Linked DNA regions of Muntiacus reevesi: region 1 is linked to region 2. The links are chromatin contacts, called in public Hi-C maps. All regions are on one chromosome and are shown on one strand. The core of a region is the stretch at or near the end of the contact, and the rest is flanking DNA. Distances in the headings are between cores, read along the strand shown.

Region 1 (5,056 bases), core at 462-2,961, 190 kb after region 2:
CTTACATGTGACTTCTCCAGGTTGTTAAAATAATCGCCTTGCTCTCTAGTCTGATGCCAGTGCTAGATACTACAACAGAGGAACAAAGTGGACAGGTTCTCTGGTTTGGTTTTGACTTCAAGCTGATTTAAAGATGACACTTCAACACGATCATTCTAAACTCAATATTGGGACTTGTGACATGAAGGGGAGAAAAAGTCACCTGCATCGAATTTAAGGTGACACGATGCATTTTGATAGACATAATTTTTTGTCTGCCCTTACATTCTTACCGTTTTTTGAAAAGTCTAATCAGGAAAAATAAAGACTCTTTAACAAGTCACTGAACACAGGCAGGACCATTCAACTTTCCTCTCCCCTGATAAAATAAACCCAAGCCCAGAGACCGCGGTGTACACCTGTTAAATCGTCAGGAACCGGCTGTATTTTTCGTTTTTTTCTTTTTAATGATACTTATCTGACTGTTACGTGATCTATTCGAAAACATCTTCCCTGCCCAAATAACATATCCGGGAAAGATGCTGAATGTCAGTAATTCTTCTCTGGGCTTGGACACCTAATGAGCTTCTTTCTCGGTCTTAACAACAGCCACCGCCACCTTTTCTCCTTTTTGCAGGAGGGAGGAAAAAAGCAAACCAACCCCAAACCACCGCGACCACTGGTCCGGGTGGGTGTCCGCACGGCCTGATGGAGACGCGTCCTCCCCCACCCGGCCGCCGAGCCACAGGCGAGGAATACCAAAGAAGGCTCCCCGCTCCCCAAGTGTCATTGTTTGCTAATTTCCTGATGTGCCCTCCGACTTGTTTACGCGGAATCACATCCTGCCTCCCCCCTCACCCCCAGCCGCACAACTTTCCTCGCCGCCCGGCGTGTGTGCGGCCGAAGCCCCACTCGGGGAGGGGCCCCGGGGCGGGGGGGTATCAGGAGCCCCGGCCCTCGGAGTTGGCCGCACCGGGGCCGGGGGCTGTTTACGCGGCGGCCAAGTCCTCCCTCCGCCGCCCGCACGCCCCCCGCCCGGCCCGGCCCGGCCCGGCTTACCTCGGTTCACCAGTTTGAAGCTCTGCGATTTCCTGCTCCGCTTCCTCTCCGAGAACTCCATGGTGCGGCGGGCGGGCAGGGCAGGGGCTGCGGCCGGGGGCGGCCGGGCGGAGGGACCGGCGGCCGAGGCGGCGGCGGCGCTGGCTCTTGTCACCCGGCAGCGGGAGCGCGGGGACCAAGGTCCGTCTCTTGGATCCGCAGGGGGGAGGCACAGGCAAGGGAAAAACCACTCGAGCCCGCCCGGGGGCTGCGGCCAGCGGGGCCGGGCGGGAGGCGCTCTCCCGGGCGAAGTTGCCCCCTCCTGGCCGCCGCTCAGCTCGCCCCCCGACCCCGGCTCATCCCCGGCTGCCGGGCGAGACGCCGCCGGAGCCGAACTTTCCGTTGGGGAGCGAGTTGGGGGCGGGGAGGGCGGGCCGGGGCTGCCGGCGCCCTGGGCGCTCGCCGCGGGCCGGCCTGGGTGCAGCTCCCGACGCGGCGGCGGCGAGCGCGGCCCCGGGGACGCGGCGGGCGGGCCGAGGGCGGCGGCGGCGGCGGCGGCAGGGTGCGAGCCGGGTCGGGGCGCTGACCGCCCCCGCGGGAGGAGGGGCGCCGGGAGGAGGCGGCGCCGCCGGGACCCCGGGGCCACCTGCTGGCGGAGCGCGGCCGCCGCCATCCCCCGGGGCCCGGGCCGCCGCCACCCACCGGCCTGGCCGCGCGGCGCCTGGAGGAGGAGCCGGAGGCCGCAGCGCAGCGCCCTCGGCTCGGCCGGCCCACCCGCCCCCGGGGACCGCCGTCCCTGCCAGGCGCTGGGGTCCCGACGCCGGTGCCTCGGGGGCCGGCGAGTCGGGGTGCGGCTGCCCGGGGGGGCCTGGCTCTCGCCTCCGAGCTCGCCTGCATCTTCCCGGGGCCGATCTTGTTCTCAACGGCCCTGGGTGTCGGCGACCCTCCTGGCCAGCCCATTCCTCTCGCCGTGAGATTCAGGGTATCGGAGGACCAGACACTGGTTTCAGGCAAGTTTTAGGGGGGAAAAAAAAAAATCAACCAAAACCCCAAAACTTACCCATCTGAGCTCTGCAAAGAAAAGAGATTTTAGAATTTTCTGATCAGCCGAGTATGGAAAAGAGTGTGCTTCAGTTCTTTACTCCAATACGAGGAGGGATGTAGGAAGATTGGGAGTTAAGTTCAAGGAGAGAACTTGGAATGTGGGGCTTGGAGAGGGTGGATGGGGTGAGCAATGCGACGTCAGTGGGCGCCCCACCTCTCTTCTGACTCTTAGGGAAGCCATGGCCAAGGCAGGTGCACAGGGCTCTGCCACTGGGTGTACTAAAGCCAGAATAATCGGCAGGAACGGAAAGCTTGTGTTTTATGTTGTATTCTTTTCTAGGGAGCTAAGAGTACTCCATTGCTTTTTCACAACAACTTGATTGTGGGGATGGAAGAGAATTCTATACCAGCGGGGACTGGCAGGTCAGAAATGTGATCTGATAAGCTGAAAAGTACCGCCACCAAACTGGTCATCTCTAGACGCAAATACAAAGAGAGTAAAGAGATGGATGTCGGAACCAGCACTGTGACAAGTTCAAGTGACCTTAAAAGAGTGGAGAGAAAAAGTGGGGAGGGTATGTTGATAAATGTGGTAACACTGCCAACCTCACTCCAGTGAAGAGGCAGCTGCTCAGGACTCACTCTTTTTTTAAAAATAATTTTATGTATTATTTATTTTTGGCAGTACTGGGTCTTCCTTGCTGGGCAGGTTTTTCTCTAGTTTTGGTGTTCAGGCTTCTCTTTGCAATGGCTTCCCTTGTTCTGGACCACCGGCTCAAGGGCTCTGTAGTTTCGGTTCCCAGGCTTTAGAGCACAGGCTCAGTATTTGTGAAACTACTTAGTTGCTCCGCAGCATGTGGGATCCTCTGGGATCAGGGGTCGAACCGGTCTCCTGCATTGGCAGTCAGATTCTTTACCAAGGAGACACCAAGGAAGCCCCAGGATCCCCTCTTATTTAACAGAGACGCCTAAGAGAAAGGGATAAGTTGGAGGCAACCTGCATAAGCATATACACACCAGGAAATCAAGGAACCAGGTAACCCATCATATGGCAGAAGCAGAGCCTGGTACACCTTCCGAGGTCTTATATTAGGTGGTCAGTTCAGTTCAGTTCAGTTCATTCGCTCAGTTGTGTCCGACTCTTTGCGACCCCACGAATCGCAGCACGCCAGGCCTCCCTGCCCATCACCTACTCCCGGAGTTTACTCAAACTCATGTCCATCGAGTCGGTGACGCCATCCAGCCATCTCATCCTCTGTCGTCCCCTCCTCCTCCTGCCCCCAGCCCCTCCCAGCACCAGGGTATATTAGGTGGTATATATGTAATAAGTGGGAAGGCTGGTGTCAAAGGGGGAAAAAGCACAGTTCAGGGGACTTCCCTGGTGGTCAGGTGGTCAGGACTCTGCGCTTCATGCAGGGGGCTCAGGCTCCACCCCTGGTCAAGGAACTGTGATCCTGCATGCCAGTGCAACAGGGGCCAGATAAACGAATGAGGAGTGTTCCTTTTGTTCCCTAAAATGAACCCTTAAATAAGAGGTTTTTAACTTTTGCTCACTGTCTCCTTGGAGATTATGTTCAGAGTTCAGGGCCTTTTCCTAGAAAATATGTGTAGGACAAACAAAATTATATTCATTTTTCGGAGTTCTAAAAGGTAGCAGAAAGGATTAAAGTGATAACACGTATTGGTCAACTACTCTATTTGGTTTTCTACTGTTTTTTTGCCTGTCTTTAAAACCATGTACCTGAAGGTGTTTTGAAGATTTCAGACAGAACCTGATTCTGTCCCCTGGGCAGGGACCCTTTCTTTCTTTTTCTAGTGCCTTTAAAAATGTTATTCCAGAAGCCACAGGCTGAGGACTGTACTGATTGAAGAACATTTAGGATCGTTCATGCCTTGGAGCATAAAATGAGACTTTATTATGCTTGCTATGATAAAATCATTGAAGGTGCCATACCAAGAAGCAGATCCCTAGGGGGATATTAACAACTTAGCATTTTCAGTTCAAGTGGGAATATGAATTCCGTTTGCTGAAGAAAATATTTTTTATATAGTTAAGAAAAGATATTTCATTGTGATAATGTTTTAAAATAATGATTATTCTCCTTGACCCTTCTTCCTGGCTCAACAGAAATGGTCTGTGAGGAAGTTGGTCTACAGAGGCCATAAGTCAGGGTTGTCCTATTAACAAGTAGAGAAAATCGACAAATACTTGTTTATTCTCCACATTGTGCAAATCACCATACCTTTATATAACAAAAAAGGTAATATATTCAAAATTACCGTTAATAAAAGATTAAATAAGAGGGCTTCCCTGGTGGCTCAGTGGTAAAGAATCTACCTGCCAATGCAGGAGATGCTGGTTTAGTCCCTGGGCCAGGAAGATCCCCTGGAGAAGGAAATGGCAACACACTCCAGTAGGTGTCTGGGAAATCCCATGAACAGAGGAGCTTGACGGGATACAGCCCATGGGGTCCCAAAGAGTTGGACATGACTTAAGTGACTAAACTAGAACAAAAGATTAATAATGATGTTTAATTAGAGATTGCTTTAAGTGGTAGATATTAGTCACTTGAGCTGCCATACAAAATGTAATAGATGAAGTAGTTTCAACAATTGAAATTTACTTTCTCGTGGTTCTGAAGACTAGAAGCCCTGGATTCAGGTCTGGCAGAATCAGTTCCTGGTGAGGGCTCTCTTGTTGGCTTGTAGACAACTGCCTTCTCACAGTGGTGGAAAGAGAGTTCTGATCTCTTCTTATATAATCCCATCATCAGTGTCTCATCCAAAACCTGATTACCTCCCAAAGGCCCTGCCTCTCAGTACCCTCACGTTTGGGGGTTAGAGCTTCAACATAGGAGTGTGAGGGCAGGGAACACAATTCAGCTTGTAGCAGTATTTTGTTTGGTATTTGGTTTGGTTTGGTTTTTTTGGCTGCCATGCAGCATGCAGGATCTTAGTTCACTGACCAGGGAACTTGTGCGCCCTGCAGTGGAAG
Region 2 (5,082 bases), core at 1,848-4,347:
CCTCACGGCCGGGCTCCTCCCCTCCCTCTCCTACGCAGCTGGTTTCTTTATAGATCCACCTGGGTAGCACCAAAACACAAAGACACCATTGAGTTCTCACCAGTACCTGCCAAGAATCAAGTGAATATATGACAGTGAAAAGTAAACATGAAATGGGCTGAAATCACCAATATCATAGGAAAACGCTATCTGGGGCCAGAATGGTTTGACACAGTGACGTATTAGCCAGTAAGTCTTAAAAAGTCACTGTACCATTAGAGACACGTTCTGTATCTATGTTGTTATAATTGTGGCTGCAAGGGGCAGCCAAGAAAACAGAACTAGGAGCCAGCTGGCTTATAGGACACAGTGCCATCTTGAGTAAAAAGTCCCAAACGTTCTTCTAGCTGGTGGCATTACAGGAAAACGAGTCACTTCACCTATCAACCAGGAAGTACTATGGTTGAGAAATGAGATGCCCTGACTAAAGTGACTTTTCAGGAAGACCTTTTGCTATCTAAAAGAAAAATAAAATACCTAACAGGCATTTCTGATGAAATGGAAGTTGATGGATATGCATTTGATGAAATTCTTTATGATGCTAAATTTGGTTTTAGAAAAATGGATTTTGATTCTGAGTCAGAAGTACACAAAACAATCCAAAACTAATAGGAAGCCTGTCTAAAGAACACAATTTGAAACCTGGAATGGCTGCTCTAACACAGCAAGGTTCATTTTCTACAACAGAGCAGTGGAAAGTTAGTTCTCTGATGTTTTAATTCAGTGCTATTTCCTAGAAAGCAAATGCTGCCCAACTAACTAGTAAACAAAATCACTGACAAAATATACTACTCCTCCTCACTGTTTCATTGCAGATCTAAAGTGATAAAATGTACTAAATCACTAGCATTTATAGTTTGGGGTACCGCTGGAAGTTTCTGGAACAAATCTTTGTAAGTTTGAAGCCTTGGGGCTAGATGAAAACCTTTCCTGCGCTCCCGGGGTTTATAAACTTCCAGACTGATGCTTTATTGGGTACAGAAAAACAGACACCCTAAGTTTTAAGGTCAGTTTCCCCTATAAAATTCATGATTAAGAACATAATTCCCATTTATAGAGTTTTCGATCCCTTGGGAAGCACATCACTCATTTAAAATAAATCTCACAAAGCCTGAGTTCAGGCAGTCATCCAAACTGTCTTTACAAGACCATGTTTGGGGTGAGCAATGATTTTGGTTTGAAACCTACAATTGTGAAGAAGTGAACCTTCCGACAGTACAGGAAAACACCTGTGCAAAAGGAGGGTACAAGGCTAATCAAGTTACAGACATGGGAATTCTGAAGCCATTTTACAGCTGGGAAAGTCCAGCAACACTTTGACTTGGAAGGGTTTGGAACAAAAACAACAGTCCTTTCCTCACCAAATGCCTCGCACTTAACACCGCCTCACTCCTACCGGGGGCAGAAAAAAAATCCAACTCACGAGGCATCCAGTTATTTTCCTACCTCCAATCCCTATCCAAAAATAAAAGCGGGGAGGGGAATCTGGAATTCAGGAGGCTAGCTTCGTTTTAAATCTTCCAAGATTTTTAACGGCAAAAAGTTTAAAACACCTTAAGCCCGGAAGGCACTCAGGAGTTTCCAAATTCCAAATAGAATAAGGGACCTAAATTACACACATCTGAATTCAAAAAAAAAAATTCGTGCTTTTTTGGAGACTGGCGCGGGGGGGGGGGGGGAACCTGCAGAAAGGTGTAATTAATGGCGGGGGGGGTTGCATAATATGCAGTCCACTAGAACCCCAAAGTCGCCTGTTTACACCTTTAAAACAATGACATGAATATTTAAAGCAACGGTTAACCCTTTCTTTCCCAGTCACGTTTTAGTTTTTACAAACGAGGGCGCCAAGCGGGCCGCAGAGCCGGGGGAGCGCGGTGAGTGGGGGCGGGAAAGAGCGCAGCCCCGGCCCGGTACCTACCTCCCCCAAGCTCCCCAAGCCCAGGAAACAAACAACAGGGAGGACGCGGCGACGTGGGCGCAAGGGGCGCGTGCCCAGCGGGAACCACACGTCGGGGTGGCGGAGGGCAGCGCTCGGGGACACCTTAAATCCCTGGCTGCCGCCTTGAAAGGCCACCCGGGCCCGGGTTCTTTGTGCGGCGCGGCCAGGAGGCGGAGCGGGGCGGCCGACGGGGCCATGCCCGCCCGCCCGCTCTCTGTCCCGGCGGCAGCGGGAACCGCGCGGCCCAGGCCGCGGGGAGGGCGCGAGGCCCGCACGGCCCCACTAGCCGCGACGGGTCTTCGGGCTCGCGGGCCGGGGCGCCCGGCGTCAGGAGGCGCCCGCGGGGCCGGAGAGAGGGCGCGCGCGGACTGGGGGGGGGGGAGGCGGGGAGGGCCCGAAGGCGCCGCGCCCCGGAGACCGGGCTGGGCTCTCTCGCGGCGCGCGCGGGCCGCCGCCGCACAAAAAATGTCGGCGGGCGAAAAAATTAACCCCTGCGTCGCCGCCGCCGCCCTCCCCCTCCACTCCTCCCCCGCCCTCTCCTCCCTCCCTCCTTCCCCGGCCCCGCGCGGCGGCCGCGGCGGCGGCGGCGGCGGCGCGGGCGGTGCTTCTTTTTTAAAGCGGCCCCACCAAGCCCTGGCTCGGCCCCTCTACAGGCAGCGCTGCAGAGCGCCGGCCGTGCACGGCTCCCGGCGCGCCCGGGCGGCCCGCGGGGGGATCCGCACGGCCGCCCTGGGCCTGCGGACGAATATTCCCCTTTAAGCCTGGTGTCTCGCCCCCCCTCCCCGAGCCAGGCGCTTACCGGTTCGCTTTGCGCCCTCCGCCTCCTCCCGCGAACGGGACTCCGCCGCTCCCACAATGCACTGGGTGCGGCCGGGCTCCCTTAAGCGTCGCCTGAATAAAAAGGCCTCTCCCGGCGGCGGCGCGGAGGGCGGGAGGGCCCCGGGCCGCGCCTGGGCGCCGCGGGGGCTCGGCCTGGCTCGGCGGGCCCCTGCCGGGAACCAGGGCCGCCGCGCTCCGCCGTACGCCGCGCGCGAGGGGCCTTTAAGGGTCGGCTCCCTCCCTTTAAGAGGCGGCGGGCCGCGGCCGGAGCGGCTCGGTGGCTGCGTGCGGCCCGGGAAAGGGGGCGGGGGCGATGTGCAGGCCCGAGCGCGGCAATGATTGGTCTCGGGGGAGGGGTGGGGGGTTGCAAGCCCGAGGAGCGGTGGCATCCGTTGCATGATGCAAAAAGGATTGATTTCAAAAGTTGCGAGTTGCATTGGCAGCAGCCTTTGGCGCCCGGGCCACCTCCTTTTCCTTGACCCTCTGGAAGGGCCGGGAATGTTTCCCAAAACCTGGCGGGATTCAACCGTGCTGCGTTCTGCGGGACGCTGTACCTGCTTCCCGAGCGCTGCCGGCGTTCCTACCGGCAGACAATGAGCACGGAGACAATTTGAAAATCGGGTGGGAGCAGAGGGAATGCCCCCTCTGCCGCGACGAAGGATTTAGAAACACAGACGGCGCGTTTGATTAATAACGATTCTCCCTTCTATTGTTCAGCCTGGCTCGGGAGCTCACACGAGCCTTGGTGAACACGCATACGTCCTGCGAAGTTTCTTGAACGTTTCATGCGTTTGGTAGGAAGTCAGAGCTTAAGGTTCCTCAGTTACATTGTTTGCTCTCCACAGGTCCAAGTCAACATGGCAGCCTAGTATTGCGTGTGTTTGAATGAACACCCAAGGGAGCGATTCAGCTTCTGAGATTACTTTTTTCAGGTTTTCAACTTTCTAACACATTGTTGAAGACAGTGAAGTAAAATGCTTTCTTACGACGCCTTTTCGTGCTTCCCTTTAAACCGAGAAGTTGGAAACTCTGACCAATCTTTTCTAGAATGGTTCAGCATTTTCCAAATATATTTCGGGGCAGGAGTATTTTTCTGTTTTGTGTTTTTAACCAAAAGGTGCTGTAGGTTCTGTTGTCAGGTTTGTAGGCTACGCAGATGCCTATTTCATTCTTAGAATTTCTTCTTGGCAGTTCCCCAGGGTTTTGATCTAGGTGCAATCTAGGAGACTGGGCTATTGCAGGCTCCTCGCGGTCTTTTCTCCGTAGCCTTTCGGGAAGTTAGGAAAGAACACAGTAGCCTAGATTCTTTAATGTGATGTGTTGGACTTTTGTCATAGTGGCATAACCTACTGGTTGACAAACCTAGATTTGCCTCTGAATCGCCTGGGGTAACCCACGTGATGCACTCCCCAGGCAGCACTCCAGACGTCCAGAATCTGGGAAAGGGGATGAAGATCGCTTAATTCTTCTCATCTCCGTCCTTTTAAAATCGATTTTGTGAGTTATCCGAGGCATTTTGGTATTGTGTGTTTACTTTTTAGCAAAAAAAAAAAAAAAAAACAACTGAAAAAAAGATCTTGGGAGATTAGGGGGAAGGTGGCTCGCTCAAGAGAGGTGAGTAGGACCCTCTCTGAAGATCTACGTCTCATGCTGAGTTTGGTGTTTCTGCCATAGTCAGCAGAGTTTGGCAGAGTTGGTTTTTACAAGCTTAGCTTGTAAAAGAAGGCTGTACCACATTTGGGAGGACACCCTTTCTCTGGCAGAAGGGAAAACAGGGTCACATCTCCAGTGAGGAGGGAATTGTGCAAGTCAGTCGTAGACTCGAGGGCATCTGACCCTAAGCTGCAGGAATTCGGACCTAGGAAAGAAACTTCAGATGATTTAGTGTGTGATCAGAAAAAGAAGTGTAAGAAGACCCCCAGATTTCTGGTTTGGGGGAAACAGGGTGAATAGTGAGGTTACTAGTTGAAACAGGAACTATTAGCAGGCAAACAAGTTTGAGGTGAGTCCAGCTTTGGAAATGTTAAATTTCAGATGCTCACCCGATATGCTAGGCAGAAGGTAATTGGTAAAAGGAGGTCTGCCACTTGGGGTGGTTTGAGATGCAAATGTGGGGACCATCAGCATGTAAATGGGGTTTGAAGCCCCCGGAAAGGGTTGAGATTAACCTGGAATGAGAGTAGAGGGGTAAAAAATGAAAGAGACCTTGGACAGAGCCCTGCGGAGCTTCAAACCTGAATGGCTGGGCGAGCCTGAGGCTGATCCCTGCTTTGTGTGGGAGGCGA

What was found. Hi-C and Micro-C count contacts between places; a contact is called where the count stands out from the background.
Region 1: a contact with region 2 is called in a Hi-C map of muscle, with 4 times the contacts expected there. The contact joins the promoter of PRPF18 here to the promoter of SEPHS1 in region 2. A contact is called at or near these places in 2 of 3 Hi-C or Micro-C datasets (blood and muscle).

Annotation. Positions count from the first base shown.
Region 1 is chr2:27,663,416-27,668,471 of mMunRee1.1, forward strand. It overlaps PRPF18 (pre-mRNA processing factor 18), which reads left to right and starts at 1,712. Exons shown (of 11, transcript XM_065921145.1): 1 at 1,712-2,027. It overlaps BEND7 (BEN domain containing 7), which reads right to left and starts at 1,502. Exons shown (of 8, transcript XM_065921139.1): 1 at 1,039-1,502. The coding sequence starts at 1,099.
Region 2 is chr2:27,468,256-27,473,337 of mMunRee1.1, forward strand. It overlaps SEPHS1 (selenophosphate synthetase 1), which reads right to left and starts at 3,098. Exons shown (of 9, transcript XM_065921125.1): 1 at 2,778-3,098; 2 at 1-59.